3 separate regions of the Mus musculus genome follow, and all the other regions are linked to region 1. A link is a contact called in public HiChIP or PLAC-seq data. All regions are on one chromosome and are shown on one strand. The core of a region is the stretch at or near the end of the contact, and the rest is flanking DNA. Distances in the headings are between cores, read along the strand shown. Region 1 overlaps Gfpt1 (glutamine fructose-6-phosphate transaminase 1). Region 2 overlaps Antxr1 (anthrax toxin receptor 1). Region 3 overlaps Antxr1 (anthrax toxin receptor 1).

The links. HiChIP or PLAC-seq counts read pairs in DNA pulled down with a chosen protein or histone mark.
Region 2: a contact with region 1 is called in a FOXA1 HiChIP or PLAC-seq map of pancreatic cancer cells. The contact joins two enhancer-like sites. A contact is called at or near these places in 1 of 115 datasets of contacts at active chromatin or transcription factors (pancreatic cancer cells) and 2 of 9 other capture datasets (adipose tissue and embryonic stem cells).
Region 3: a contact with region 1 is called in a FOXA1 HiChIP or PLAC-seq map of pancreatic cancer cells. The contact joins two enhancer-like sites. A contact is called at or near these places in 1 of 115 datasets of contacts at active chromatin or transcription factors (pancreatic cancer cells) and 1 of 9 other capture datasets (adipose tissue).

The regions. Positions count from the first base shown.
Region 1 is chr6:87,067,950-87,070,649 of GRCm38.p6, forward strand. The region is part of intron 11 of Gfpt1 (glutamine fructose-6-phosphate transaminase 1); the gene reads left to right. Among named protein-coding and RNA genes, the nearest start is that of Gfpt1, 26 kb to the left of the region's middle. Within about 2 kb of position 1,387, at least 93 of the 459 cell types and tissues checked have an H3K27ac peak or open chromatin away from gene starts, as enhancers often do. A contact at or near this core is called in pancreatic cancer cells, where this site is marked.
Region 2 is chr6:87,218,292-87,221,102 of GRCm38.p6, forward strand. All of the region lies in intron 12 of Antxr1 (anthrax toxin receptor 1), which reads right to left. Among named protein-coding and RNA genes, the nearest start is that of Gm38851, 3.4 kb to the right of the region's middle. Within about 2 kb of position 1,535, at least 57 of the 459 cell types and tissues checked have an H3K27ac peak or open chromatin away from gene starts, as enhancers often do. A contact at or near this core is called in pancreatic cancer cells, where this site is marked.
Region 3 is chr6:87,242,992-87,245,691 of GRCm38.p6, forward strand. All of the region lies in intron 10 of Antxr1 (anthrax toxin receptor 1), which reads right to left. The region is part of intron 3 of Gm38851 (a long non-coding RNA gene); the gene reads left to right. Among named protein-coding and RNA genes, the nearest start is that of Gm38851, 21 kb to the left of the region's middle. Within about 2 kb of position 1,435, at least 20 of the 459 cell types and tissues checked have an H3K27ac peak or open chromatin away from gene starts, as enhancers often do. A contact at or near this core is called in pancreatic cancer cells, where this site is marked.

The DNA of each region.
Region 1 (2,700 bases), core at 137-2,636:
GGCTGGTGGGGACAGGTGCTGGGGAATGGTGGAGAGTCATGGTCTCCTAGGTAGTTTTCACTGGGTATGTGGGAGAGTTCTAGAGTTGGATAGCAGGGCTGGGGCTCACAGTGTGAATGTGCATAATCCCACTACGAGGTGACAGTCACACACTAGGTTCTTGCTGTGGTTATCAGACCTTGGGCACTTTGCCTGCCTGTCTGTATAATATGTGTACCACATTTGTGCTTGATTCTCTTGGAGATTAGAAGAGGAACTGGAACAGGAGTTTGATATAGTTGGGAGCCATCATGTGTGCTCTGGAAACAGAACCCAAATTCTCTGCAAGAACAGCAAGTGCTCTTAACCATTGAGCCATCTTTCCAGCCCCTAGGTTTCTGTCATAAGTAGCAAAACACGAACTTCTGCAGAGGTCTTTCATGTTTGCACTTTGCTCCATGTTGAAAGCAGAAGTCAGAGAGCAGCTCTGGTCTCTAGAGCACACACCACAGCAGCTTACAGATACCGCATGACTAGACTCTAGTCTCCAACTCATGTCACAGGAGTAGACCATAGCAGAGTTTCTGATGTAGTCTTGCCCTTAATAATTTAATCATATGAATATATAATTAACAATTTAAATAAATGTAAAATATGATCCAAGCACTAGAAAGTGTTTAAAGTTTAGTATTGAATTTAGGAAAGGGATGTTGGGATGAGGGGAAGCCTCGCGATGTAAGAAGGTGTAGGCTTGGAAGATGTAAGTAAGTGGAGGTCAGATGGGAACACTGGGCTGCCTGGAAGAGCATTAGCTGAGGGCATTGGTGTGAAAGCCATGAGGAGGCTTATGCTCTGTTATGCTTATGCTCAGTAGTTTAGGGTATGTCTCAGGTCTAGGATTTGAAGAATTATAAAAGTCAGTTTAGGAAAGTTGGGGAGAGGAACTGTCCTGAGGAGGTGGATGGTGGGCTCAGGGGGCACCTCTGTTATGGAAGCTGATTAGCTTTTAAAGTCTGGGTGCTATCTGGTCTGTAGGTGCCAGGGAAGGGAAAGCCTGGGTTATATATAGCAGTACGATGTCGATCTGTCTGAGCACAGTGAAAAGAGGAAGAATGGGGAGACAGGAGCAATAGGAGTGGGACCGTGAGGACCACATAGATCTGTGAGGGAGGAGACCCAGGGCCAGAGCACAGTGCTCAAAGGATTCGTGGAACTTAAGTCAGGAAAAAGACCTGTTTGCTAAGCGAAGAGAATGAGGCCGACTTTGAGAACTTCATGGTATGCCTTTATTCCTGTGGTTACTGTGTTGTCTTAATCCCTCTGTGCCACATCCTGGGGAACAAAACTAGGACCCTGCATGTGCTATGTGTGTCGTCTCCTTCTGAGTCATACACCAGCGCTGAGACAGCTACTGTGTTTAAAACTCTTACGTGTATTACGTGCATATGAGTTGTCTAATGTAAACAGGATAGGAGTTCTCGGGGACGTCAGAACTGTCAGCTGAATGTTTGCCAAAGGTCACATTGCCAGTCACTCATGGGTGTGTTCCTTCAGTGACGCTCCTGAGGAACCCCACCTCCTAAGCAGTCTTTCTATTTATTTCTTAGTTATGGCTGTGTTGTCAGAGTTAGACTAAAGCATTATCCAGATTATGACATGCTTGGCAGGCTGAGGCAGGAGCAGCAAGAGGCCTGCCTGGGTCTCACACATTGTACATAAGTCATTTCAGACCTTGGGGGACTCCTAGAATTAGCCTAAAAGCCATCAGGGAATTTGCTTGACTAAGTTTAGGAAACATGTCTTAACATGCCTGTTCTTGATCTCCATCTGCAATACTACCTTCTCTGGTAGACTGTCTGCTCTTTTGGGAGGAGGGGTAGGGTGTTATATAGTCCCAAATGGCCTGGAACTCACTTTTGAAGACCAGGCCAGCCTTAGACTCACATATCTCCAGCTGCCTCTTGATTTAAAGGTGCGCCCTCCTCATGTAATTTGTCTGTTTTATATGGAGTATGACTCACCCCAGCCTCCAGGCGTTGTTTTTTTGTTTTTTGTTTTTTTTTCTGTCTTATAGCCATCCATTTGGTTTTGTATGGCTGAGTTTCTGAAGTATATGGCAAGCCAAAGGAAAAGAATCAGTAGAAAATGATGGATAGACAGACAGAACAAAATATCAAAATGTCTAGCAGAAATTGACTGGGAAGGCTTCTGTAACCCAGTCAGTTGGAGTTTAGTCAGGGTAAAATGGTCCCTCAAGTAAGGGGAGGCTTCGGAGTATCAAGAGTGGGCATTGTCAAATTGGGTAGAGCAGAAACAGACCTGGGATGGTGAGGTGGTTCTAACTTTTCAGCTTTTCCTTCCCTCTGCACACACTTGTTTGTTATGGGGAAACAGTAGTAACATCTGTTAGAAATAGTTTTTCCTTGGAGCTGTTCCCATGGCTTTCCTTAGGCTGTTTTTTTCTCGTGCCTATCACAGTGTTTAGAAGGCTATTCTGTCTTCAGATTGGAGAGAACAAACATTCTTGGGCCTGAAATGGTGGGGGGTGGGGGGGTGGGAAAAACCCCATTTCCAGAGGCAGTTTCTCAGTGGATTCAAACAGCACACAGTATTTTACCAATAGAACACACATCATACTTCCTAAAGTGTAGCGCACACCAAGACCTGTGCAAACACTGTACTCTTACACTGTGTTTTGATTAAGAGCAGGCACAGAAGTTA
Region 2 (2,811 bases), core at 285-2,784, 150 kb after region 1:
ATATGTTGCAGAGGATGGCCTAGTTGGTCATCAATGGGAAGAGTTGTCCTTGGTCCTGTGAAGACTCTATGTCCCAGTGTAGGGGAATGCCAGAGCCAGGAAGCAGGAGTGGGTGGGTTGGTGAGTAGGGGGAGGGGGGAGGGGATAGGGGGCTTTCAGAGGGGAAACTAGGAAAGGGGATAACATTTGAAATGTAAATAAAGAAAATATCTAATAAAAAATGTAAAAAAAACTTAAGATACTACAAAAAGAGAGGTAATATAGTTTTTACAGGAAATGAAGGTTTTCTAATCATTCCTAAAAACAAAACAAAACAAAACAAGAGTAAGGGGCAGAAAGAGTGTCTTTGATGCTTACTAACAATCTCACCAATAGCTTTTGATTGTTTTGAGATAGGATTTCATGTATCTCAGGCTGGCTTTGAACTCACTATTGGACTGAGGCTGGTCTTGAAATCCCAATCCTTTTATCCTCTCTCCCTCACCCCCCTGCTCCCAAGTGCTAGAGTGGCAGGATTACAGGTGTCTGCCCACACTGGCATTTTCACTGACAGTTCATTTATAGGTACTGAGATGTTAAAGAACCGTCACTGGCAGGCCAGTTTACTTCTTTTAAAAAAATCCGTATCTCTTTCCTTTAAAAAGTTTTCATAATGAGAAATATCCCAAGTGGCTTCTTTAGAATATTCATGGGGGTCTCCTCTCAGACGTCCGAGTGTGAGCATAGGGAAGCTTGTGCAGTGAGTGATCTGTGGGATCCACAAGTGGGCTCAGGAGGAGGGAGGCTTGCAACCCAGCGGTATGCCACCGTGCTCCTTAGGGAAGAGCATGCACAGGTCTCTATCAGGCTCTCAGCGCTGTCCTTCTCCCACATCTACACAAGAGGGAGGCTGGGTGACCTGTCCAGGGCGACCCCACAAGTTAGTGGCAGAGCCAGGATATGAGTCACTCCTACTTTGAGAGCTCAATAAGGCTCTGGACGAGGTTTAAAGGCGACTCTCATTCCCTGGAACTCTCTGGAATGTCTTTGACCAAAAAGCCAGGGAACTAAACACCCTTGACTCCAGCCAAAAAGCCAAGGTTTGGGAATGTGGGATTGCCCCTCAAGGGAGCCAGGCCTCAGGCTCAGGTGCAGGGCTGGGCAGTCAGAGTGTGGGGTAGGGGAAAGTGAGGGTCCTCCATAGACAAGGCCATGGTAGGAGGGACCGTTGGGCTAAGGCATGCATACAGAAGTCTGGAACAGAGCATGCAGTTAGTGGTGTCGGCAAGAAATCACATGCTAGTTAGGGGCCAGTCTTGTGTCCTGTCTGTCTCTGTATTCTAGGCAACTGAGAGAGGGAAGAAAGCTGCTGCCTCCGTATCAACCAATGAGAGAAGGAGCACTGGACGGGAGTGAGAGGAGAGGACCAAGCCATCCCATACAAGTGATCACTTCAGACTGAGCTGGAATTTTCCTCTGTTTCCCCATAGCAACCAGCACGGTGAACATTTCAGGTCGTAAACCTGTCTGCACTTGGAGTAATAAGTGGTTTGGTCACCAAGAGGCTTATAAAACTGCAGCCTTCCATAAAGGCTGAGACACTATGCAGCACAGCTCTACATTCCTGTGGGAGATGGGGCAGTTTCTGTGGGCAGCAAGGGTGAAGGACTGGCTCATGGTGGCAGGGGGGTAGGGGTGGGGAGGGCGGACAACTCCTAAGGAAGACACCAGGGATGGAGAGTGATGGCCGGCTCTGCGGCAGCCCCTTAGGAGTCAAAAGTCCCCGTCGATGTAGTGAGGGGGATAAGCAAGGAGCCCTCCCCAAGGGCTGCTTAAAAATGGTCTCGTCCCTTAGAGAAAGCTGCTACCTAGGGCCCATGTGCTTCCTGAAGTTATCAATGTCACATCTGTAAATGTCGCTGTCAAATATAGAAGTCTGAACTCTGTTTTCTAGAAACTTAGAGCAAGAACTGTCACGCCCTGCAAGTGTCTATTGTGTCTGTACTCTGTGTTTAGTGGGCAGCTCAGGGACACAGGACCAACTAGACCGGCTCAAAGTGTTCAGTCTGTGGTGGGGAATCTAAACAGAGCAGGAGGCATGGGTTACTCCATGGCTGCATACCCAGCAAGGAACAAAACACATTTCTCCTAAAGATCTTACTTATATGCTGATGGAAAGAAGATGATAACAATGATAAGAACATTAACTACTAATATAGCTAATGTTTACTGGACACTTATGTACAGGGATTATCTTTATTCTTTCTGTGTTCTAGGCTAGCACATTTCATTCCTATTGATAATTTAATGAACTCTAAACCCTATTTTCTTATTTCTCCCACCTTATAGCTAAATATGATCTAAGAAGATCCAGAGAAACTGGGAAGTCTTACAGAGAAGGCTACGGTTCTTGTTTGCTTTTGTTGTTGTTGTTGTTTTGTTTTGTTTTTACACACAGTCTCAGAGTTTCTCTGTAGCTCAGGCTGGCCTAGGCTTCTGATCTCTGCACCTCAGCCTCATGAGTGCTAGAGAAGCCAGAGTTCAGATGAGGGCAACCTGGCCCCCACGTAAAAGCAGCAGGCTCTAGCACTTAGCAAGCTAACCTGGGCTGGAGAACAGGGCCACGGAACCAGCACTTCACACTAGAGGTGACTCTTGGGTAGGCAGTGTCCTGACTGGTTTTGTGTGTCAACTTGACACAAGCTAGAGTCAACTGAGAGAAAGGAGCCTCAGTTGAGGAAATGCCTTCATGAGATCTGGCTGTAGGCATTTTTTCAATTAGTGATCAACAGGGGAGGGCCCAACCCATGGTGGGTGGTGCCATCCCTGGGC
Region 3 (2,700 bases), core at 185-2,684, 180 kb after region 1:
TTGGTCTTTCTCAGAGCAGCAGAAAGCTGATATAGTTCCCCCCGATGTGCACACACACATGGCAGCACCCTAACCCATGTGGTAGCAGCCACTAGAAGAGAATTCAGGGCTCACTTTCTGATGCTGGTGTCCTGGTCCCATGTCCATCTAATCCTTGTACCAACATAGTTTGAGTTTGCTTTTCTGTAAGGAATAGCTAAGGAGGGGCTCTAAGGAGATTCACATCTACATCCAGTTTGGGAGAGCCCATCCTCATGGAGAAAATGCTCTGTCAAACACAAACAAGTACAGCAAATATCCCTGGGTTGCAGAAGGCAGGCAGCTTTGTCAGGTCTCATGAAAATCCAATAAGAGTTGTACCTGGGAAGTGGCAGCTTCAGTGGGGTTTGTCATGAGCACCCAGCAGACACAAGTGTGCCTTAGGGTAGGTCATCTGTAGTAGAGACAGCTAGTTAAGTATTTGTGTGCAAGCATGAGGACCCAAGTTCGAATCCTGAGCATCTTTCTAGCTAGGCAGGGTGGTAGGCACTTGAAATCCTAGCATCGAGGAGGCAGAGACAGGCAAATCCCAGGCAGGCTAGCTGAATCACTGCTTCCTTCCTGGGTAGCATGTGGGTAGGTGTCGCAAAGTCTGGATGCCCAACAAATAACCTGCTAGTCACTTTGACAGCTCTGCTAGTGACAGCCTTAGGAGCTAAGGGAGGAAGGAAGGTGTGTGTGTGTGTGTGTGTGTGTGTGTGTGTGTGTGTGTGAGAGAGAGAGAGAGAGAGAGAGAGAGAGAGAGAGAGAGAGACTGTTTCTGTGTGGAGACCAGAGGTCGACATCAGATGTCTTCTGTGCTTCTCCATCTTAGTTTTTGAGATGGGTTTTCTCACTGACCCTGGGTCTTCCTGATCCAGTTAGGCTGTCTGGACAGAAGCCATAGTTATCCTCCTGGCTTCGCCTCCTCAGTGTTGGGATTGATTACAGGCCCATGTTGCTTTGCTCAGTTATTGTTTGTTCCTTTATCGGTGCTAGGGGTTCAAACTCAGGTCCTCACCCTTCTGGGGATCACTTTACCAACGGAACCATCTTTCCACCCCAGGATCATTTTTCAGATGAAAATGGAGGTTCAGAAAGACCAAGTGCCATCTTAGCTACATAGTGATACAAGCAAGCCAGGCCCAGACCCAAACTCTGCAGTGTCCTGTCATCACGGAGAGACTTCCTGCTCCAGGGAAGCCTGGGGGAGGGAATAAGCCAAACCCTGCCCAGCATGGCTGACTGGATCTTGTATTTATTTCCTTGTGGCTGTGGTTTACCCACAGCTCTTGTGTACAGTACCTGTGGTGCAGCCCCACCCACAGACCCCCAGGCAGCCACAGGGTGGCCCCAGAAGGCCTGTGACTCCAGGCTCCATGCTGTGGTTTGAGCTGGAGGGCTTCTGAGGTGGCTGCAGGCAGGCACTGGCTCCTGTCTCATCCCTCTGTCCTAGCTAACAAGGGGTGGGAGGCAGGCAGAGGCCTGGGCAGAGGGACATTTCTCATTTTCCTTTTTTTTTGTCTTCCTTTCCTGTTCGGAAGGCCAAATATTTCTGGGGCAAAGCAGGATGGAGAACGGTGGCGGCTTGGGGGTACAGCTCTGATGTCCCCGAGATTGAACCCAGGCTGGGAGGCTGTGGGTTCACTTACAGAGCTGGCATTTTTGCCTCTCAGAGGGGCTGTCTGGTTTGGAACCTGTTTTCACTTTACCACAAAAATGAGTGGCTTTTTCTTCCTCTCTCTTTAACAAAGGCAGGCCATTTGGTTTCCATAACTCAGATCATCCGAGTCCTTCCTGGAATGGCCACTTGGGAAGCAGGGTCCAGGGACTTCCTCCTTCACCACAGAGGGGCCCCGTGCCTAGTTTGGGGGCCATGTCAGCCCCCCTCCCCATTGCAGCCTCTGCCAATGCCAGTGTGTTGTGCTGTTTATGGGGCCGTAATCCACTCTGAGGACAATGAGGCCCTGCTTCCCTGCTCACTGGGTGGCCATTTCACTTCACAGCTCCCTGGCACGGCATGGAATAGAAAAGGGTAATGGAGACCAGGAGGCTGGAGCAGCCTGCTCTGTCTTGTTCACAACCAGGGAGAAAATTAGAGGGGTAGGAGTTGAAGATCAGATTATTATTTCTTCTTCTTCTTCTTCTTCTTCTTCTTCTTCTTCTTCTTCTTCTTCTTCTTCTTCTTCTTCTTCTTCTTCTTCAATGAATGTGAAATGCATGTATTTCAGAATTCTAAGAACGCCTATGACATATTAATCTAAATCCTTTGTCTATAGGGGTCTGATAATCAGAAAGAAGTTTGACTTAAATCAGGATTTGAGAACTAATGGGTGTCATTACAGATTGAACATAATCTGGGACCTGGTATCCTGGAAGCTGACTACAGGTGTGAAGAGAATGGAAGAGACCAGCTCTGACAGTTTCAGGTTCAAATCCCAGGTTTGGCTCTGACTAGTGTGTAACTGGGGTCAGGTTCATCTACGAATTGTGGCTATGATATCATTGGGCTGTTGTGTGTAAATAGGAATGAATGAAAGCACAAAGTATGGCATTTAAGACTCAATAAGAACCCAGGAAGAGTCCCCTCACTTTATTACAGTGGCACCTGAGCCTTTAAAATCCACTTCAAATGTGAAGACCACAGTTTTCAAGATGTTTTAGTGCTTATTAATATTGTTC